2 separate regions of the Hordeum vulgare genome follow, and region 2 is linked to region 1. The links are chromatin contacts, called in public Hi-C maps. All regions are on one chromosome and are shown on one strand. The core of a region is the stretch at or near the end of the contact, and the rest is flanking DNA. Distances in the headings are between cores, read along the strand shown. Region 1 holds the start of LOC123448461 (ubiquitin carboxyl-terminal hydrolase 5). Region 2 overlaps LOC123448462 (a long non-coding RNA gene).

What was found. A called contact is a pair of places that touch in the nucleus more often than the background predicts.
Region 2: a contact with region 1 is called in a Hi-C map of leaf, with 7 times the contacts expected there. The contact joins the enhancer-like site here to the promoter of LOC123448461 in region 1. A contact is called at or near these places in 2 of 6 Hi-C or Micro-C datasets (leaf and seedling).

The regions. Positions count from the first base shown.
Region 1 is chr4H:245,950,480-245,956,714 of MorexV3_pseudomolecules_assembly, reverse strand. It overlaps LOC123448461 (ubiquitin carboxyl-terminal hydrolase 5), which reads left to right and starts at 3,394. Exons shown (of 13, transcript XM_045125363.1): 1 at 3,394-3,647; 2 at 4,420-4,662; 3 at 5,442-5,586. The coding sequence starts at 3,517.
Region 2 is chr4H:246,470,937-246,477,171 of MorexV3_pseudomolecules_assembly, reverse strand. It overlaps LOC123448462 (a long non-coding RNA gene), which reads left to right. Exons shown (of 4, transcript XR_006631779.1): 1 at 1-297; 2 at 938-1,763; 3 at 2,199-2,387; 4 at 3,344-3,794. Among protein-coding and RNA genes, the nearest start is that of LOC123448462, 3.4 kb to the left of the region's middle. Within about 2 kb of position 3,406, at least 1 of the 3 cell types and tissues checked has open chromatin away from gene starts, as enhancers often do. A contact at or near this core is called in leaf, where this site is marked.

The DNA of each region.
Region 1 (6,235 bases), core at 2,145-4,644:
GTAAATGACGGAAGGCCTAGCCTTTTGCCGGGTGATTTGTTCCGTTATTGCCGCCTTAGTTTCGGTTACCGGTGTTTGATTCCATAACTGATCGCTCCTAACACGTTCGGGGTTGTTATGGGGACCCCTTGATAAATCGTGTTGTGTTAAGGCTTGTCCGGCAGGACCCAACATTGGTTTTAATTTGCTAATCACCTAATAATAATTTGCATAGGGAATAGCTACCCCGAGGATTTAATCAACAACCCGGGCCAGTGCTCCTCATGAGTGTTGGTCCAAACTGGTCTGCGTGCGGGGCCACCACAAGGAAACTTGAGATTTGTTTCTCGTAGCTAATTCCATCCGCCGTGTCTTGAGACTGAGATACACGGCTCTTATCGGGGTCGTCGACACGACGGGACGTCGTGCTAGATTTGTCTTGCCTTAGCGATATATCTTGCGTATAGGAATCCTAGTGAAACTTTGGGTCTCCTCAAAGTCGAGGTTTTCCTCTAAGGAATCCGACGAGATCACGAGATTCGTGATAGAGGATTACTTTGCGGCCCGTGACCGTTTGTGATGGACTACTTGGAGCACCCCTGCAGGGTTTAATCTTTCGGAAAGTCGTGTCCGCGGTTATGTGGCAACATGGATAATTTGTTAACATCCGGTTCTAGATAACTTGAGCTAACTCTATTAAAACTGCCAACTATGTGCGTAACCGTGACTGTCTCCTTCGAAGACCTCTCCTCGATCGGGAACACGATGGGGTTATGTTTGACGTAAGTAGGTGTTCGGGATCACTTAGTGATCACCTAGTCTTCGACCGTTCGCGTACACCACCATATCAATAACTCTGATCTTCGTAAGTTAGCCACCATATAAGCTTAGGATGCTGCAACCTATGCACTAAACCTTCCTCACCCAATAACTTGACTAGATTCGTACCAAGGTCATCCGATTGCTGAGTCCCCGTGGCTCACAGTTTACTACAACACCCCAACAGGTATAGGTACGTCTGACGCAGGAGATCCAGATGGCACGCAGCTGGCGTGGCACTAGGATGAGGAGAACGACCGTCTGTACGTGAACTATCCAGAGGATTGAGGCCGTGGTCGTGATCGTGGGCCAACATGCGGGATATCATAGTCTTTTCCTTATTTCATGTAGCCCGTAGCGGGACTATCTTGTCTGAATAATTGTGTGGATGTAACCCTGATATTATACTATGTGAGATGGCAAATGTATGCCCTATTTGTAAATCTTTGTTGATGTATTTGCTATGATTATCTCGCTTGCGAAATGCTTAGATGCGCCTCTTTCCCTTTTGGGGCATCGCCCCAAAATAGGAAAGGGACGCATCTTAGTCGTTACACGGGGCGTCGTGTCGGGGTGTCGGGATGTCACCTTCTTCTTCTTCTTCTTCTTCTTCTTCTTCTTCTTCCTTCTTTCCCTTTTTCCTCTTCCTCTTCTTCTTCTTCTTCCTTCTTTTCCTTTTTCCTCTTCTTTCTTCTTCTCCTCTCTCCTCTTTTTCTTCTTCTTCTTTTTTCTCCTCCTCTTCTTCTTATTCTTCTTCTTCTCCTTCTTATTCTTCTAATTATTTTCTTCTTTTCCTTTTTTCTTTTTCATTTTTCTCCTTCTTCTTTTCTTCTTCTTTTTTCTTCTAACATAACTAACTAACCTAATTGACCTAATAAAGTAACTTAATAAACTAATAATACTAACTTAATTAGCCTAATAAACTGATAAAACTAACCTAATTATAAACTAACTAAATTAACCGAAATGAAAAACAAGAAAAATGGAAAAAGGGGGCGGTCGGCGGTGGTACTCACCGGCGGGGGGCGGCATGGGCGGCGGTGGACGGGGGCGGCTGTGGCGGCCGGGGCACCGCGATGGCGGTGGTGGCTTGGCGACGGGTGGAAGGGGCGTCGGCGGTGTCGGGGGCTTCACGACGGCGGGGGGCAGGGTCGCCGGGGGCGTCCGACCGGGAAGGGGGGCAGGGGGGCAGTGGCAGCCGGGCAGTGGGGGCAGGGGCATAGGGGCGCGGGGGCGACGACGGTGGGTAGGGGCATAGGGTCGTCGGGGCGGCGAGGGGCAGAGGCGACGGGGGCAGCCAGGCGGCGGGGCAGCGGTGGGGCGGGGGCGACGCAATAGTGGGTGTGAGGGAAAGAGAGAATGAAATAGAGAGGGTGGGGTGACCGTTGACGACGTTAGGTATAGGGCTCCTTTTCCGTGTGCTGGCGGACAACAAAGAGCCCCAGGCAGACAACAAAGAGCCTGCATACGACCCGCCACCCCCCACAGGACATGTGGGGCCTAGTTGGGTCTTTGCCATCTGTCTTCGGGCTCTTTGCCGTCAGCTGGCTGACGATAAATCCTTGTGGGACCCAGGTGGGTTCTTTGTTGTGTGCCTTCGGGCTCTTTGCCGCCAGCTGGCTGACGGCAAAACCCTGGCAGATGGCAAAGAGTGTCTTTGTCGTGAGCGTGCTCTTTGTCGTCCGGTCTTGCACAGCTGATGGTAAAGAGCTGGCGGGCAGCAAATTGCTGAATTCCAGTAGTGATCGGCGTCTCCCCGAAGCTCGCGAGCGCAACCACCACCCCTCGGCGCCGACGACGAGCGAAAAACGAAACATGGGGTGGGATTAGGAGGGGAGGGAGAGCGGCGACTACGTCGACAGTTTGGACGAACGAGAAACGGCTCGAGAATGGGTTTGGGGGCGAGAGCGACACGCAGGGTGGGATTGGGAGGGGAGAGCGACGACTGCGTCGACAGTTTCGAAAACCAGGTAGTGCTTATGGTGTTAGAGTTGGCGATACGTCGCGAGGCAATCAAATGGCTCTCATGGTGAGTGCTAACAACGAGCGATTTTTTGTCCAAAAAGACCACCTACTCAATAAAATTGCTAAAAAACCACTTCTGATAAAAATTAACATAAAAGACCCCCGGATCGTGGCGGCAAGTGCGCCAGCCAACACGTGGCACTTGCCGCCATGACTGGAGGTGGCCGCACGACACTTTTCATGCGAGGAAAGGTTTGCTATGGGTGAATAGTAGTCTAAAAAAATACCAGAAAAATTCAGAAGAAACTAATTTTTTTTGCGACAAAGATGATCGAGTGTTCTAGGTGGGTGTAAAATTTCAGTTTTTTCTGTCCTTTTGCTATTTTCTGATTTTTTTTTCTTAAAAATCTATTTATTTTGGGTGAACAGACGTCGTCGCATCCGTGTGAACAGTGCCGTCGCCTCCAGACGCAGCGGCAGATGCCACGTGACGGTTGGCACCTCTTGCGCCACGATTCAGGAAATCTTTTATGTAAATTTTATTTAAAAAAGGTCTTTTCTAGCAATTTGATTGTGCAAATGGTCTTTTGGATAAAATCTCACAACGAGCATCCAAGCCCTTTTTAGCATTTGGGTAAAACAAAAGCGTCCCCGGAAGCCAAACCTTTCGTTTACCCCGTGGCGCCCTCGAAGCTAAAGGAAAAGCCGAACCCAACCCTAACCCTAGCCCAGAGCTCCTCGCCGGCGTCGGCGATGGAGACTATTGAGTCGGAGCCGGCACCGGAGCTTCCCGCGGAGGAGGAGATGGCGCTCATCCGAGATATCACCGCCGCGGCGGAGGCCCACGCCAAGGAGGGTGACATTTTCTTCCTCATCACAAACAGGTCCCCTGCCCGCCTCCTTCTCGTGCTTCTGTCTCGGGTTCAGCCGTCTGTCTCGCGCTTTGTTTTGAGGGACGCAGTGCGCAAGGCTGGATGCTGTTTCTTTTAGATTCTCTTGCTGCTATTGTTTGGGTGGACGGAAGGTCCTTACGGAGAACGATTTGAGGTATATTGGATGAGGACAGGAGCTGAATTTGGTGATTCTTGCCGGCGCTAGTTGCTTCTCCTAAGTTGCTGCTGGGTTTATCCGTCTAGGGTGCATAGCTGTGCAGATTCGAGGGAGGCGCTCCTTGCTATTAGTGCTACTACTGGCAGTTTTTTTTGTTTGGTTCTAGTGTCCATAGTGTGCAAAATTGCTAGTTTGAACATTTTATGACCTGGCAATCCGTTGTGAGTTAGTTCATTTTATTACCCTTTCAATCTTAGCTAGCATCCAATTTTTTGCCTAGCTATCTTCTGACCTGTTGTCATGTTATTCGGACATTTGTTCAGTATAGTCTAGGCTGCTTGTAAGATGCCTATATAACATATGAGATTATACCCTTGTTGAATGACAGGTAGCTTCTGACAACTTTCATTCTGACATACAATTGCTTTAGCTGGTCCTTTGATTTGCGTGTTATGTACTTAGCTGTACAATGTAGATAGGTGTCATCGAAACTATGTTTCTGTAGGCATGATCTGAAATACAGATTTACATAGCATTCAGATCTTATGTTTAACTGATCCCGACCTGCTGCGTCATTTTTGTATTCTTCATTTGGATCTTAAATAGGTGGTGGCAGAGTTGGATTGATTATGTTATTCAGGATTCGGCTGGTGTACCAAGTAATGGTTCTCATCATCATGAATTCGGTTCAAATACTCCTAGAAGGCCAGGAGCTATTGACAATACAAATTTGTTGGATGACATGGCATCTGAAGTCTCCGACATGCAGATTGAGCTACATGATACCTTGGCTGAAGGCCGTGATTATATATTGCTCCCTCAGCAAGTCTGGGAAAAGCTGCATAGTTGGTATGTCACGTTCGCTAGAATGTGGAATCTGATTCCGAAAATCTAATGCGACTGTGCATTTAACTACGTGATATTGTTTTTTTTATGGTTGCTACAAAGCAATGTGTCGCTGTCTGACAATATGGATCTATTGTCACTCTTGTGCCACCTTATTTGATTCTATGGACTAATTGTTCATTGGGCTGTTTACAGTGACAGTCCATCGGGTTCAAGTCCTGGAAACAACCTCTTACAGAAATGTAGGGAAAGGCTGCGTACAATAGACCCAAAGTGGTCGGACCCTTCCCCGGACCCTGCGCAAGCGGGAGCTACATGCACCGGGCTGCCCCCTACTGTAAACTAAATTCATTCACTTTATTTGTCATGCTAAGTGAAGCATCACATTTTTTGTTTCATTATGTTAGAAAGTTATGTTCAACTATTTGTTACATAACCAAATATATTTCTCTCTAAAATGATTGTATGAAGATATTGTTGAATGAATGGTTTTTGGTCACGATATCCCTGTCACGCAAATTCTTGAGAACTGAAGGCATTGTTATCTGTAGAACGATGGTTTTGGCAGCGACATATTTCATAGCCTGCGGTGGATAACTATCCGGATGTTGTTGGTTACTGGATAACAAATATGCTTAACATAATACACAAAAAGAAGTTGAAATCTTCTCTGGCAAGCGGAGCCTCCATTTTTCGTTTGCTTGTTTGACATAGTAAACTTTGAAATCTTGTTCACATCAACTTAGCTTAACTTTTTCATTATTATCAAAACCCATTAACAGGTATGGCGGAGGGCCAACACTACCAAGAAAGGCAATCAATACTGGTTTGTCTCAAACTGATCTAGCCATAGAAGTTTATCCTTTACGTCTGCAGTTACTTCTGATGCCGAAAGGAGAGCAAGCTGTAGTAAGGATAAGCAAGAAGGTATGCCCTTGTATCTTTGTCCAGTGCAAAGTATATCAATAATTTCATTTCCATTTATTCATAGTAATGAATTATGTAAATTCACATTTGACTCGATGAGTGAGAAGGGTAAGGAAGCTAGCCGAGCCTAGGAGGATTCACTTAGGTAGCTGGAACGTAGGGTCTCTGACAGGTAAGCTTCGGGAGGTAGTTGATACAACGGTAAGGAGAGGCGTTGATATCCTTTGCGTCCAAGAGACCAAATGGAGGGGACAAAAGGCGAAGAAGGTGGAGGGTACCGGCTTAAAGCTGTGATACACGAGGACGGTTGCAAACAGAAATGGAGTAGGCATCTTGATCAGCAAGAGCCTCAAGTATGGAGTGGTAGACGTCAAGAGACATGGGGACCAGATTATCCTGGTCAAGCTAGTAGTTGGGGACTTAGTTCTCAATGTTATCAGTGCGTATGCCCCGCAAGTAGGCCACAATGAGAACACCAAGACGGAGTTATGGGAAGGCTTGGAGGACATGGTTAGGAGTGTACCGATTGGCGAGAGGCTCTTCATAGGAGGAGACCTCAATGGCCACGTGGGTACATCTAACACAAGTTTTGAATGGGTGCATGGGGGATTTGGCTATGGCATCAGGAATCAAGAAGGAGAAGACGTCT
Region 2 (6,235 bases), core at 2,157-4,656, 520 kb before region 1:
GTCGCCACCCGCTGCCGCCCCTTCCCGTTCATTCAGGCGGCAAGCCGGCAACTGGCAGGGCGTCCACTTCCCTGCTGGACAAGGGGACAACCTTGGCTTGGTTGAATCTTCCCTGCTCGTGGCAGATCCATGTAGGACGTTGACCCCGGTGCTCTTCTTGCTCGAGGCACACATCTCCTATGGCTTCTTTCGTCCTGCAGCTTGCATCCGCTTCGGTCCTTCCGTGCCAATCCGGCTGCTCTTCTCCTTTCGTCTTGCAGCTCCATTACTCCGGTCCGACAACTCATTCTGACCAAGGTATAATCTTTTCTATGCTTCACATCTATACAGATCGATACATAGTTTGCTATTACGTAGCCCACTTGGTAAGAGTCAAAGGTTCTCATGGCCATAGCAAAGCAATGAAGCACACGAAGCTTTTCTCTGCTTCTAGTATATATAGATCGATGCATAGCTTTTAGTACATAGCTCACTTGCTAGTACATGCCAATACGTACACCACAAGTTCTCATTGCTAGACCAAGAACTGAACCACACTACACGCGAATGTACTGAGTACAGTCTGCATTTTATTTGTGTTGTTAAATTTTATTTACAAATTCAGTTTATAGTGATACACTTGCATAGTACAGTCTCTGCATTTTTTATACTGTTCAATGTTGTTTATCAATACACCTTGAACTGATAAACTTGACATCAATCTGTTTGTACTACTAAATTTTGTTCTATAGATTCAGTTTTTACTGATAAAACTGCAATCAACACAGTATAGTCTCTTCCTTTTGTTATAGTAATAATTGTTCTTTAGTTATAATTCCTTTTGCATTATACAATTGTATTAACAAGTTCAGTTTACTAGTTATTCCTAAATTAAACTAGTTAACTATATGCACTTGTAATTCAGTCAAATAGCTTATGTATGTTCCTTTTGCTGCAGCAGTAGGCTGCTAACAAAATGTCTTCAGCAAGATCAGGAGTTTCCACCGCAGCCGTGACCGGAAGAACAAGAAAACATCCAGCTTGGGAGCATGCCCTACCCATTACTGTTTTTTCAGTTCCTATGATGGATTGATGGTAATCAGCTCATGGTTTGATGGATATGGAATATTGTGATATTGTTGGCTTGTGGTTGTAGTGTACTTTTGAGTCTCGAATTATTTCTTTAATGATGAATGCCCAGAAAACTAACATGTTGGTGGTTGTTATTTGATACGAATATTTGTTGCAAGGTTACATGGTTGAATATTGTCCAGATGGACTAGTTTTTAGTCTATAAAGGACGGTTGTTCAAATCAAGTTTCATACTCTTGTCAACAACTTAGAAATGTACATGATAATCTCTAATTCGTAAGTATTATTACAAATACGCTATATGGACATAGCGTCCACAATATCACCCGTTATCCGTATTCCACTACACTGACCTCGATTCGCTATCACCCCGCTATCCGCTATTTAAAACCTTGCTTGACGGAAGTTAAATTTGTACAACTTTCTTTCCCTTGTTTCATACTATTATTGTATATGCTCCTGTGAATCTTTTTTTTGAAGGATGACCAGCTTTCAAAGATGTGCGTGGACCAAATTCACGGCGATCACACAAGTCCTACTGCTTGCTGATCGGACGATGGTCCAGTAAGACTTCAATCGAAGATCACATTCAAGTTATGGATCCACTTGCTCATCGCTCAAGTCTAAGATAAGGATACACGAGGAGATAACGTCTGGACCCTTGTAGGAGACCATCCTCAAGCAGCGCCAATGTAAGTTGACCGCTTTGAACCCAATCCATGCTTGCTCCTCTTATATTAACTAGATTGTATTAATTAATACTAGCTATTGAACTTCTTGGATTATCTTACCAATTTTGACGATGGGTGTCCAGCTATTATATTAGTAATTAGTAATTTCATTTTGGTAGTACCGTTGAATTTGATTGCTTTATTTATGTGAGGAATTGGATAACGTACTCTCTTTTTTGTTTGCAAAATGAAGGACAATGCATCCAGGTAGTGGGAATAGTTAGTCCTTGTTGTCAATGGTAGTAGCATTATTCACTCTTGAGTGTGAGGGAATTTTATGATCTACTTTTGCCTATCATCTACTTCTGATGTTTTCCCTGAAAGTGACATATGATCTGCCTTTGTTTTCCTTTAGCTGGTAGTGTGATAACTGTTGACTTTTCTTATTATTTGCAGCCGTCGGCCGGGACGATGACACCATTATAAATCAGCTCCCAATTCTATCTCCCTATTTTTGCCTCCATGATGCCACGATACTGTATTTTCTTATAGCTGTCGTTGGCAGCAGTTAATCAAAGAATTAGGTAATCTTCTAATCAGATCTGCACTTGACAAGCATCGCATGGTCAGCCGTTTTACACACAGGTACGTGCAGGTAGTCAAAACTGAGTTGTGCATTATACGCACAGTTGAGTAGTATATGGTAATGTGAGTTTGTGGTTAGCTAGCTAGTTAAGTGGCAATTAGGATAAGAAGGAACCGTAATGTTGGCATGCCTATGAGTGGTGGCGAATTCATGTTGTGAGAATATGTCAATTCTATTGAGATTGTCTTTCTGGGATGTGTGTTTATCTCTGTAATCTGTATGAAACTTTGGGTTTGAATTAATTTGCTAAAATAGTAGATGCTCACCCTGATTTCTAACAATGCCGAGAGAATTTGTTAGGTGGCATTGCTTTTTAGTAGTTCAAATGGTGATTTCTGCTATGATTTTCTGTTATTGTAATGGTATGTGGAACTCAAAGTTCACTCTTTTGATATATTTTGCTTAAATGTGTGTAAATGTATGGCTCTTTCATGACTTGAACCTTGCAATGGTAGGGTTTCCACAACACGATGTATGACCTAAACAATGGCTGAAAATATTTTTTGGAGTATTTGTTTCGAAAGATATTTCTGATATTTTAGTGCATGTGATATATTTTAGATAGTACTGCCTCAATATTTTGTGCTCGATTTTTATTGCAGTTACCAAAATATTTAAAATTACAGTTAACATGTACAATATACAATATTTACAGTGTTTATTAAATATATATTTATGAAGATGTGCGTTGCACATGCACGCATACAAGTCTTAGGTAAATTAAGAAACTGAGATTTATTTTAATTTGGAGCGCCTCTTGTTGTACCACGGTTCCTTCTCTTAGAGATGTATACTTGTACTACATGTTTTGGACTGGCAGGGGAAAATGTTCTCCTTTCAGTCTTTGTTGAAGTCAACCCATCCATGCAATCTCTTTATTTATGTAGATAAATATATATGCCTTGTAGTTTTATCATGTGCAAGCCATTCAACTAACTTGCTCTTATCCATGCAGATAGAGACATGGAGTAGGAGGACGAGCAGCAACCGCAAATAAGCCTGATGATGGTGGGGTGCGGGAGGAAATGGTAATGATGCTTATGGCATGACCATAACCTGGACCTATTGGCATTTAGAGGTTGCAAACAGAGACGGCGTTCAGACAACAATCTGGACCACTAGCCTTCCTTGCCTTTTTTCTTTTGGTTGTGGTTGTTGCATCACCGGCGGCATCGCGAATCAGTATGTAGTGCGCTTGTGCAGTTGAGGTATGTACTACAGTGTCCATGTAGTAGGTGAGGTGTTGTTGTTGCTAGATTCAATGATGCTCACCTCAGTTTTGCGTTACCTGGGGGACAACCGTTGTGATCTTATTTGTCGACACTTGTTATATTGTGATCTTATTGGTCGTTGTTATGGTGTGTGCTATATGTATATATATATATATATGGATGTGTTGTGGACTATATTGTTATATTATCTATTTATGTTGTTATAATGTCTATTCTGTTGTTATATCTATTTCTGCTATTATATTGTTTATTTATACTTTTATATTGTCTGTTTAGCAGCCTCTTTGCCGTAATGTTCATGACAGCAAAAGAACATGATTAATTTGCCGTCTCGTACAGGTTCGGCAGACGTAAAAGATATCATGAGGTTTGTCGTCTTGTACACGTTGGGCAGACGGCAAATTTTTGAGGTGGTTTGCTGTCTGTGATATCATCAAGCAGACGGCAAAAATGACTAACGTCGTCCGTTAGCTAGGCCGTTCCGTCTTCTTACCAAATATTTGCTGTCTACCAGCCCAGAAGACGGTAACATAATTTCACTAACGGCAATTTTTTTGCCGTCTGCTCTTCCGGCCGCTGACGGCAAAGACACCCTTTGCAGGTACAGGGGTTGACGACATTGTTTGCCGTCATGGGCTGACGGTAAATTTTTTGCCGTCTATATTTCCCTCTTTGCCGTATGTAGCGTCTTGATGGCAAAATGCCCGATTCCTGTAGTGTCTAGCCCGTTGATCAAAGTTGGTCAAGGTTTCCTGGCCATAGACAAGTGTTGTCACTTGATTATGGGATCACATCATTAGGAGAATGATGTGATGGACCAGACCCAAACTATGAATGTAGCATATGATCATGTCAGTTTATTGCTACTCTTTTCTGCATGTCAATGTATTTGTACCTATGACCATGAGATCATGCAAGTCCCGGACACCGGAGGAATACCTTGTGTGTATCAAACATCGCAATGTAACTGTGTGATTACAAAGGTGCTCAATAGGTATCCCCGAAGGTGTCTGTTGGGTTGGCATGAATCGAGACTGGGATTTGTCACTCCCTGTGACGGGGAGGTATCTCGGGGCCCCCTCGGTAATGCAACATCACAATAAGCCTTGCAAGCAATGTGACTAAAGAGTTGGTCACAGGATATTCTTGTATTACGGAACGAGTAAAGAGACTTGCCGGTAAGGAGATTCAACTAGGTATAGAGATACCGACGTTCGAATCTCGGGAAAGTAACATACCGAAGGATAAAGGGAAAAACATACCGAAGGATAACTGAATCCTTGACATAGATGTTCAACCGATATAGATCTTCATAGAATATTGCTACTTCTTGATCTTGCGTTGGTTTTTTCCCTTGAATAGGAAAGGGTGATGCAGCAAAGTAGAGATAAGTATTTCCCTCAGTTTGAGAACCAAGGTATCAATCCAGTAGGAGTATCAAGATGAGGCAACAAGGCACCTGCGCAAAGACAAACAAACTTGCACCCAACGCGATAAAGAGGTTTTCAATCCCTTTACGATTACTTGCAAGGTGAGATCTGATAGTGATAATAGGTAAATACAAATAAATAAATAAAAGTGCAGCAAGGTATTTTTGGTATTTTTGTATGTAGATCTGAATATATAATGTGTAAAATAGACCCGGGGGCCATAGTGTTCACTAGAGGCTTCTCTCATGATAGCAAGTATTACGGTGGGTGAACGAATTACTGTCGAGCAATTTATAAAATTGCGCAAGGTCATGCTGATATCTAAGGCAATGATCATACATACAGGCATCACGTCCGAGACAAGTAGACCGATACTTTCTGCATCTACTACTATTACTCCACACATCAACCGCTATCCAGCATGCATCTAGTGTATTAAGTTCATAACAAACAGAGTAACACCTTAAGCAAGATGACATGATGTAGAGGGGTAAATTCATGCAATATGATATAAACCCCATCTTTTTACCCTTGATGGCAACAACACGATGCGTGCCTCACTACGCCTTCTGTCACTAGGTGAGGACACCACACGGTATGAACCCAAAACCAAGCACTTCTCCCATTGCAAGAATTATAGATCAAGTTGGCCAAACGAAACCCATAACTCAAAGAGAATTACAAGGATACGAAACCATGCATATAAGAAATCAGAGGAGACTCAAATAATATTCATATATAATCTGATCATAAATCCACAATTCATCGGATCTCGACAAACACACCGCAAAATAAAGTTACATCGGATAGATCTTCATGAAGATCATGGAGAACTTTGTATTGAAGATCCAAGAGAGAGAAGAAGACATCTAGCTACTAGCTATGAACCCGAAGGTCTGTTGTGAACTACTCACGCATCATCGGAGAGGCAATGGTGTTGATGAAGAAGCCCTCCGTGTCTGAATCCCCCTCCGGCAGGGCACCAGAACGGTCCCCAGATGGGATCTCGCGAAAACAGAAGCTTGCAACGGCGGAAAAGTATTTTCGTGGCTCCACCCATTGGTTTGGGGATTTTAGGGAATTTATAGGCGAAAGAGGTAGGGCAAAGGAGGCATGGGGGCCCATGAGCCTGCTAGGCGCCCACCCGGGGCGTGCCTAGGGGGCTCGTGGCCTCCTCCGTGGCCC